Linked DNA regions of Podarcis muralis: region 1 is linked to region 2. Evidence: chromatin contacts called from public Hi-C data. All regions are on one chromosome and are shown on one strand. Each heading gives the region's core, a stretch centred on a gene start, on an enhancer-like site or on the middle of the called end of the contact. The rest is flanking DNA. Distances are from core to core; before and after follow the strand shown. Region 1 holds the start of TP53INP1 (tumor protein p53 inducible nuclear protein 1). Region 2 holds the start of CFAP418 (cilia and flagella associated protein 418).

Region 1 (5,203 bases), core at 2,341-4,840, 130 kb after region 2:
TGGCCACATGATCCGGAAGCTGTACGCTGGCTCCCTTGGCCAGTAAAGCAAGATGAGCACCGCAACCCAAGTCGTCCGCGACTGGACCTAACAGTCAGGGTCTCTTTACCTTTACATTTAAGCATGCATAGAATCAGGCTGCCCATCTACTATGACAGTGGTTTTCAACCAGTGTGCCGTGGCACCCTAGGGTGCCTTGAATTATGGTTGGTGTGCCACAGGCAACACTGGCCTCTGTCCCTCTTTCCTTCCCTCCCTCCTCTGATGCGTCTCGGCCTCCCAAAGGCTTGCACAGCTCTTTGCTGCAGCAGCCCTGGCTACAAGCTCCGCAGGCGAATGTTGCCTCTGGGGCTGGCCAGAGGGTGCTGGTTGCCAGGAGCTGAGGCGGCCTTGGAGTAAGCAAGAAAGCGAGCAAGGGAGCCCAGCCAGTTGGGAACGGACAGAGCCTGTTGGGAACGGACAGACAAGTGTGAGGCCAGGCAGGCGCTGTGCTGGCCTTTCTTGTGCTTGCTGTGTTCAAGGCCTGCCTGGAAACTGAGAGTCTTTCCAACTTGCAGGCCCAGCAGCGCCTGCTGCTGCCTCCCAAGGTAAGGTGTTGGCCTCATGTTCACCTTTGGCCAGTCTCTGTTGGGCCACTAAGACTGGGGAATCCTCTTCCCAAACCCCTGTGGGGCAGTGTGAGAAGACACCTTTCTTTGGGCTGGCGGGGGGGGGGGGCAGCTCAAAGACCAGGGGCGGCAGGTTATCTGACCTATTTACAAAAGGTGTTCTATACTATTTATCCTCACAGCACCTCTGTGAGGTAGGAGAAGCTGAAAGCTGGTGGCTTACCACTCAGGGTAACCAAGGTTTTGGCTAACCAGGGATTGGGTGTGATGTCCCCTAAGCCCTGCATACTCTCTACTGTATAACAAGAGCTCACAGGGAGGAGTTCACAGATTGATTAGATGCAATTTGGTCTAATTAAGTCACTACATCACCTCACAGGACCCACCAAACCTGTTTCTCTGGCCAGTCAGATAGAACATGCAAGGTTTCCTGAAGAAGAAAAAAGGCAGCATTTATGTTTGGGCCTAAAGATTCCCTTTTGGAGTTGCTCTAGATTTTGCATGCTTTGGATGTTGTTGTTGTTGTTTTGCAGATGTGGGATGAATTTCCACATCTGCACCAGCCACATATAATGCAAACTGAAAAGCCACAAATCACATCATTGCCTCTGTTCTGCTGAAATAGCCTCCTTATCTCAGACATGTCTCTTCATGGTTCTCTCTCTTCCTGGACAAGAGGCTTACCAGCACAAGAGCTGGAGACTCAGAAGCTGTTAGTGTACGTGGGAAGCTACCCGAGGAGGTCACCAGACCATCAATATTCTGCAGTAGAGAGTTAAGCACATACCAGAGCACTAGGTTTGTGAAATTAAAGTGGACTGAAGCACTCCATCACCCAACTGCAACAAATCCACTGGACAATATACTACTGAGTTCTGGCAGTGCAAGGATCTCTGCTTGCACAATGAACCTTCCCTCCTCCTTTCCCCACGTACTCTTCCCCCCTCCCCCAATCTGCTCTGAAAGGTTGGGAGAAAACCCAGTACAGATTTAAGGGTGTGCAGGGAAAAGGGAGAGAAGGCATTCCACTGTACAAGCAGAAATCCTTGTACTGATGGGATGTGGTACTTAGTGCTACAGAGAGAACCCACTTTTTATTTTTTTTAAAAAAACAGTCTTCTGTGGTTTCAAAAGTGATTGGAAAATGCATCGAAAACTGTGGGATGAACAAAAGGACATGTAAACACCATGCAAGCAAACCAGGAAACTAACTCTAGAAAGATTGCCCTTAACTTTCCACTTTTTTATAAAAGAGGAAGCAAAAACCTATATTGAGTGTCCTTATATGACCCCTTTCTTGCTTTCTTTTTCTTCCCTGCAGACTTTGGCTGCAAAGCACAAGAATTTTCTCCTGCCTGAGTTGCCATATGCTTTCTTGTCAACTGGACTTCTGATGACGTTCTTTGGTGGACTCTACTTACATAGTAATATTACTCTACATTTAAACAAAAAACAGAAAAACCTACTGCATCAAAATAACATGTATCAATCAGTATTATTTTATTTTCTCATCACATCTGCAAGTTGTTGCATCACAAATATAGCTTTCCTACCCAATCCTATTCCCCATCTTCAAATCGCCTCCTTTTAATTCTGGATATACTTCAAGGTAATTTTCCCTTCTCCCCCCCCCCCCCAACACTTTAATCTTCACCTTCCCTGCAAATCACAAACAGCTACAAGGCTCCTGTTCCACACTAGTTAGAGCCCTGAAAAGGAGTATTCCTGCTAGAGGAGTTGGAAATACACTGCAACCTATTACTGCAGGTCCCCACTTTTATATACTAGCATACATTTGAGAGGGAGTTAGTTGTTTTACAAAAAGCTTGCCATTTAGGCCAGCAGAGTCCCAGTGTGAAACTTGGTTGGCATGAACCAAAGTGAAAGACCTTAAGTCACAGATGAACCCAAACCAGAACAAAACAGACATGAATAAGTTTCATTCCTTGGCCACAACGCTCTTGGGTTATAGAGGGCTTTCAAATACTGACAGTGTTATCCCTGCAGGAGTGAAATGGTGGGCAACAACAGCCAGTGTACACATCCAGGACACACGCACAAAGGAAATGCAGGCTTTTGATTTAGCACTACAGAAGTCCTTTCGCAAGGGTTTGCCAAGAGATTCAGGGCCAGCCTTAGCTGACAGTTCTGGGGGTCTCATTAATGGGCACCCAAATAACTCCTACTCCATTATTTTTAACCACTGGATTTTCAGCCCCAGGCATCAAAACATATTGTGGAATTGCTGCAAGTGGCTTGTAGAAAAACCGTACTTAACATCAGGCCCTGAATAATTGGGGTGCATGGCTGTTAAGTGTGTGTGCCCAATCCTTCAAGACCTTGCTCACTTCCAAACTGAGCATGCCCCTAGCATGCCCTCTCACTCTCTCTCTTGGTCAAGACAGGCTGGAAAAATTGTGTGGAGACACTTGCGTGCAGGGGACTTTCCAAAGTGGCCTGGCACTTTGGTCAGAATGACGTCTCCTCGGCTCCCAGGGTGGGAACTGGGTATTCTGAAGACGAGAGGGTAGCAATAAACGAGGGCTGTGCATTTCCAGGCTCTTTCCCCGCACCTTGCCCAACTTCTCTTGTATTTTTCCACTTGGGCCATGCCTCTCCCTCCCTCCCCCCTCCCCATTTCGTTCCGCGCACCCCTTCTCCTCCTCTTCCTTCCGCAGCTCTCCTATTCTCTGCTTCTCCTTCTCCCTGCCTTCCTTTTGTTGCCCGGGCTCGCTATCCCGGACGCTGCAGGCCGCCTCGTCTGGCTCCGCAGCTCGCACAGCCGCGTCACGTGCGTTAGTGACAGCCTGTCCCGGCGCGTCCCGGAGCACCGCGGGGCTCCCAATTGGTGCAGGCGCGGCTGGGCGGCCCGCCCTCTTTCCCTTCCTTCGCGCGCCCCCTGCTAGCAGCGCGCCGCGGGGTGGGAACGTCGAGGCAAAAGAGGAGGGCGGGGCGGGGCGAGGGGGCGGGCGCTGCCGATCAGCTGTTCGCCGGATTCTATAACAACAAAAGGCTCTGCGGGGAGCGCAGACTGGCCGGTGCAACAGGGCTCGGGGCGCCCGCAGGAGCAGACTCCCCGCCATCTACCTCACTCCGCCGCCGTCCAGGCTCCGGATTTGCCCGGCTGCTTTGCGGACGGTGAGTGAAGGGCTGCGGGCGTCCTTTGTACCGGGTGCGTGTGGGCGTTTTTTGGCCACAAGTGACCTTAGGCGCGATATTCTTGGCGTTGGGTGCGCGTTCCGTTTGGATGCGGCCGGGGGGGGGGGAGGGAGAGAAAAGGAAATCTGGTCTATTTTAAGAACTGGGCAAGGGGGATTCCCACCATCTCCTCCGCCTATAAAGTTTAGTATATTTATATATCTGGCTGCTGGGCAGAATCGCTTACCCACTGGCGCTTTCCTGCGTTCCGCTTTCTGGGAAGGGTCCGTCTCGTCCCTCTGCAAAGTATGCAGAGATGCGGGGAGGGGGGCGAATAACACCGGAGTTCATGCAGGGAGAACTAACTCTCAAAGTCTTATCTTCTCTTCCTCCTCCCCCCCCCCGGCTCTACTTCCTTAAAGGTAAATTACTGCGCGATCCTCCTCCCAGCTTTGTCCGTCGCTCGGCAGCGCCTTCCGACTGGGCTGCTCACAAACCACTTGTGGCGTAGTTTTGCCAGCCAGCCTCGCAGCCAGCGAAGCCGCTTCCCTGGAAGCGAGCCCTGCAAAATTCAGTTGTTCCTACTTCCTGGTTAATGAAACTGCTGCGGGTTTCATCTGAGGCTGAGATCGTTAAAAAAAGAAAAGAAAAGGCGTCTTATAACTTGTCCTCTCGAGTACCTTAAAGGGTGTTTTCGTTTGGTGATGGTGGTGGGGTTGTTTTATTAAAATTCGCGGAATTAACTCTTATTTTCGTGAAATCTAGCAGTGCAGCCCATAGCCCGTTAAATATAAATTAGTAGTTAAAAAAATAATAATACAACACTATCCCTAACATACTAACTTGAAAGGAGAGCCCCACTGATTTCGGTGCGACTTTATATTTCAAATAAACGGCTCCTGTGTGTGCTTAGTGCCAAGTGATTTTATCCCGATGCGAGCTCGCATAGGATCGCATCCTTCAACCTTACTATCGCCAGATCTGTAGGATCGGGGCTCGGGATCCCCTTTTCAATATGAATTGCGGGGGCGCGCGTGGATCCCGGCACCGTTCCGCGCGCGCTCCTGCGGAATAATAATCCGGCGCGGACAAACTTTATGTACCCGCGGAGAAGGGCGCGAGCGTTTGCCCACCTACCCTGCGCGCTCCGTCCCCGGAGCGGAGTTTCAAACTGCTGGCGAGGGAGGCGCAGGGTGGAGTCTGGCGCCGATCTGGGCGGGCGGAGAGGAGGGGACCTCCCTTTTCCCCCTAAAGGGCGGGGGTGAAGGTCGTCCTGCGGCCAGGGCCGTGGGGCGTGGACAGAGAGCTCTCCGGCCTTGGAGATGTCCTTTCCAAGCCAACTGCCCAGGCAGTGCAGCCAATTCACGCGCCTTGTGGATGCCCTCCGCTTCCTCTCCCCGCTTTCTACCCGGCCTTGCGGTTGGAGCAACTCCCCCTCCCTTTTGTCTCCGTCCTTG
Region 2 (4,664 bases), core at 493-2,992:
TTCCTGCATAAAATATGAAGCTGCACTGGTTTGCAAAGAGGATGGATAGATAGATAGATAGATAGATAGATAGATAGATAGATAGATAGATAGATGGATAGATAGATATGTAATATATAGAATGAAAAATGGTAAGAGTAACAAACATGGAGGTAATTTGAGCTAATTTGTTCCTCATAAACTATATGCTCCATCATCATAGCTTAATAAACAAGTGTAGAGAGAGAGAAATGTGTGGCCTTACTATTCAATAGTTGACCACCTTTCTATAAATTTGTCATTCTTAGTGTTGTATATTTTTAGTCCTGAAATGGAATATAAATTTAAGTCAACGGGGCAACTATATGTCATTTGCCCTGCTAGCAAGGTAGGCGGTGCTGTTGCTTGCCTTAGTATATTTCATAGAATCATAAAATCGTAGAATTGTAGAGCTGGAAGGACCCTAAGGGTCATCTAGTCCAACCCCCTGCCGTGCAGGAATGAGAAAGAGCAGAGGAGGCCACTTTGAACCCACAACCGCTCAGCCACGTTGTTTTATTTTGTATTAAAAAAGGAGTGCTCTTATTCTAAAAGAAGACATCACACAAATGTGCAGTTGCAAATGTGCAGGGATTAAAAAGCTGTGGCCTTCCAGATGTTGTCAGACTCCAAGTCTCTAATATCATCTAAGTGGCGTTTGCAAATAGTTGTACCCCAAAATTGATTGCTACAAATAAAGATGGATTCACATCGAACCTGGGTTTGAAAGGCATACATATTATAGCCATCTTAGTCCTATAGTAACTTCCAGGAGAAAATTCTATGCACCCTTGCAATCTTACACACCTGTCTACACACGTCCCACAGGCATCAGTGGGGCTTAGTCCCAGGTAAGGTTGCATAGGGCTGCAGCCTTGGAAAGTCAGTTCCATGGAGTACAATGAGGCTTACTTCCGAGTAAGCATTAGAGGATGCTCTGTGGTCCAAACAAGAGAAAGAAAATGTAGGAAGCTGACAGCAGGAAGAACAACTGCGATTTGGTGCAGAATAAAAAAGGGGGGGTGTGCTTGTCGTAAAACAAAACAAGTATCAATTCAAAAGAGCAATTTAAGAAAAAATGCTTATTGTAAAGCTATTTTGGGAATAAATTTATAACTGCCCTTGTTGGAAAGCCAAATCCCAGTGCTCTCTGTTGCACGGTGCATCCTTATACTGTACATGTCTTCCAAAAGGTTTATAACAATATTTTAACCATAGCTGTCAACGTTTCCCTTTTTTTAAGGGAAATTCCCTTATTCCGAACAGGATTCCTCGCAAGGAAAGGGAAAAGTTGACAGCTATGATTTTAACTGTGCTTAATCTTGTTAAATCATTTTAGGCGGTTGTGGCGGCGAAGCAGCCTAACAGGAGACATTGCACAGGCAGACGCTGCATTCCAAAGTGAGCTCAGTTGTTGTGCAAAAGGCAGCACGTATGTTCTGTAGTCGTGGCCGAGTGGTTAAGGCGATGGACTAGAAATCCATTGGGGTCTCCCCGCGCAGGTTCGAATCCTGCCGACTACGTGCGAGACAAAAAAAAAATAAATTTTGTTTACGCGCTTCGTGAATGTGACGTTCTGCTTTTAACTTTCAATCCCAGACTTTAAGGAATAGGTTTTGTTTATTTATTTAACCATTCTCCACGGCGGCTTAGACGTGGGGGCGGAGGGGGCGGGGCGCGCCTGCCCTCGCCCTTCTCCCACCCCCCCCCCGCTGCTACCATGGCAACGAGGGGAAGGGGGGTGAGAGACGTGAGGAGAGGCTAAGATGGCGGACGACCTAGATGAGCTGCTGGACGAGGTAGAGAACAAGTTCTGCCGCCTCTCGAGGCGAGACTGTTCGGAGCGAGGCCGGCCAGGCCAAGGGCGGAAAAGGAACCGCTTCCGCGAGGAGGAAGAAGAGGCCGAAGCCGAGGCCGCCGCGGCGGGGGAGAGGGCCAGGTGAGCACTGCGCATGCTCGCACCTTCCTCCCCCCCCCCCGCCCCTCCGAGGTGCCCCTAAAGGGGAGCGCAGTTTCAAAGAGAAGTATTAACGACAATTCCGGTTCCCTGTTAGCGTGTAGTACAAACTTCAGAAAGCTCCGAACCCTTTAAAAATAAAATCCCTCATTATCTAAGCGTGTTTAGGTTGCACTCACCAAGCGAAGTTACTATGAAAGTAGCCCAATTGAATTAAGTGATACTTCAGAGTAAGCATGCAACCGTTTGCGCATCTCAGGCTTTTCCCACCTTCCACCCACCCAGCCTTTGGGCAACCCACGCAGAGAAAAAAGAAAATACAGCAAGGGCACCAAAGAAGTGCTTCGGCGGAACATGCCTTTCCCTTGCCTTCTTTCTTGTGCATGTTGATACTCCTGGCCCGCACAGGAGCGTGTTCGAGCGGAAACCAGAACTGAGGGTTGTGCGCGACTCTTCCGCGTGTTCTACCTCTGTGGGTGCCGCTTAGTCTCTCCGTTCTACTCCCTCCCGCGTTTCCAGGCGACGTGACGCGCGACCACCCAGCTGTTACTGCTGCCAGATTCTTAACTTGCATGAACACCCCAGCGTTTCCCAAGTCCTTCAGACTATCCCCATCTCTGCATCTTTTTAACATTCTCCAACACCCCCTCTGGCTTATCTCCCAGACAGTCTACCCCTCTTCCTCTTCCACCAACTGCTCCACTGAATTATGTCAAACCCAGGGAAGATGCATCTCAAGCCACAGTTGCAGGCCACAGTCTGTGCATTTATTTATTTTATTTCATAAAACTTAGGCACCTCAAACAAACTAACAAAGCGGTTTACAGAAGATAAAACAGTAAAATAAAATATTTAAAAAATCACAACCCTGCTTTCAAACATGCAAAAGTTAAAATACTAAAACAGCTTAAAATTACCTCAGCTTCTAAGCAACTGGGCAGGCTTGCATAAGTAGCAAGTATCATGGATGAACAATCATTGCTTCCTCTCACCTTTGTGGGAAACTGTGTTTGGCCACTGTGCACACTGCGGATACTTGGAGACAAAACATGTCGTTTTCACGTGTGACAATTGCCCCTGGGGTTTTAAGTGTCTGAAGCAGCTATCCCCATACTGGCCAGTGTCTTCTAAATAAACTTACCAAGGGATGCTCCTCTTCCATTTCTTTCCAGATTTTCCAAAGTATTGACAAAAGGTGCTAGTGAAGAAGAAGACATAGATGACATAATTAAAGATATCATCGACGAAAACAGCTATGCCAAAAATCTTGTGGTAGGTCGACAAAGCAACCTCTGAGGAAAGGGAAAGTCGCGGGGGGTGGGGGGAGTGTCAGTCAGAACCTTTGAAGAAGAAAGCCAGATGAAAAGGGAAAGTGTTGAAAGTCTAGAGTAAGAGTAGACAACCTTCCCCCGCAGTCAAGGACGGGGTTCCCTCAGGAGTAATCAGTCAGGGCTGCATGGTGGTTGTGGGTAGAAGCAAAGCCAAGGAAGCAGAGAAAAAGTGTCCTGGATTCCCTAATCTGGAATAAAGCTAACAGTGCTTCAGTTGTCACATCAGATTAGAATTTCTAGTCCTATGCATCAGCCAGAGCCATTTACTCCAGTCCAGAACCCAAAGTTCACATTAAGAGAATGGGTACTGGAGGGAGGAAAATGCTGCCTGACTGATGGAGCAGTGTGGTTCCCCATGCAACCTTGCTGCAGCTGACTGCAGAAATGGGAGCCATTTGTGAAGCCCTCGTGTTGTTTGCTGTTTTTCTGCCCTCTGTCTTCCTCCTCTTCGAGTAGACTTCTGGTCCTTGTTATTTGGAAATAAAAGCAGGAAAGCTTTTCCGTGCTGCTGGTTTGTGTTAAGAGGTCCCCATCTCTCTCTCTCTTTATTAGAAACATAAATCTAAGTCACCTAGCCCTGCATCTGAAAATAGAACTACCTCCATTCAAGCTCATGGTAAGAGGTAAGTAAAAATTACATGAGTGAGAAATGCTTTGAACAGTAAACAGCTAATTTCAACTTAACTCTATTGACAGTCAGTAAACAAAAGAATGCATGGGTTGGATCAAGAGTGACTTAGTTGCACTAAGACTGCAAGCCTGTACACACTTACCTGAGAGTAAGTCCTATTGAACTCAGTGGGATTAACTTTTTGCAGTTAGTTCTCATTGAAGTCAATGGGACTTGAGTTATTTACATTGCACCATTGGGTAGGTCACTGCCCCAAAGAGCTTACAATCTAAAGTTCAGGATAAGCAAAACAACAGTGGAAGTGAAGGCAGGGGCAAATTGGAAGAATGGTATGGCTATTTCATTTACATGGGCATAGGTTTAGGCTGCAATCTAATGCCAGGTTATCAGAGACTAAGCCCCATCGAACACGGTATTTCCATATAGCTATTCCTAGGATATCACTGTTCGTCAGAAGCTAACTGTGTATGTTTTCTCAGAAGTAAATTTGTCTATGTTCAACATGGGAACGAGAAAGTTCTGCCAAAAGATCCATATAGGGTACATGTATTTTGAGGGTGGATTAGAAAGAAGAGTCTTACCCGGGATGCAGTTTCAAACTGCAGTGGTACCTTGGGTTACAGACGCTTCAGGTTACAGACACTTCAGGTTACAGACTCCACTAACCCAGAAATACTACCTTGGGTTAAGAACTTTTCTTCAGGATGAGAACAGAAATCTCATGGCA

Evidence for each region. Hi-C and Micro-C count contacts between places; a contact is called where the count stands out from the background.
Region 1: a Hi-C map of blood shows a contact between it and region 2, with 2.8 times the contacts expected there. The contact joins the promoter of TP53INP1 here to the promoter of CFAP418 in region 2. A contact is called at or near these places in 2 of 3 Hi-C or Micro-C datasets (blood and tail).

The regions. Positions count from the first base shown.
Region 1 is chr8:25,290,021-25,295,223 of rPodMur119.hap1.1, forward strand. It overlaps TP53INP1 (tumor protein p53 inducible nuclear protein 1), which reads left to right and starts at 3,591. Exons shown (of 4, transcript XM_028736469.2): 1 at 3,591-3,746.
Region 2 is chr8:25,157,751-25,162,414 of rPodMur119.hap1.1, forward strand. It overlaps CFAP418 (cilia and flagella associated protein 418), which reads left to right and starts at 1,743. Exons shown (of 5, transcript XM_028736457.2): 1 at 1,743-1,957; 2 at 3,148-3,247; 3 at 3,859-3,929. The coding sequence starts at 1,785. It overlaps TRNAS-AGA (transfer RNA serine (anticodon AGA)), which reads left to right and starts at 1,460; the gene lies at 1,460-1,541.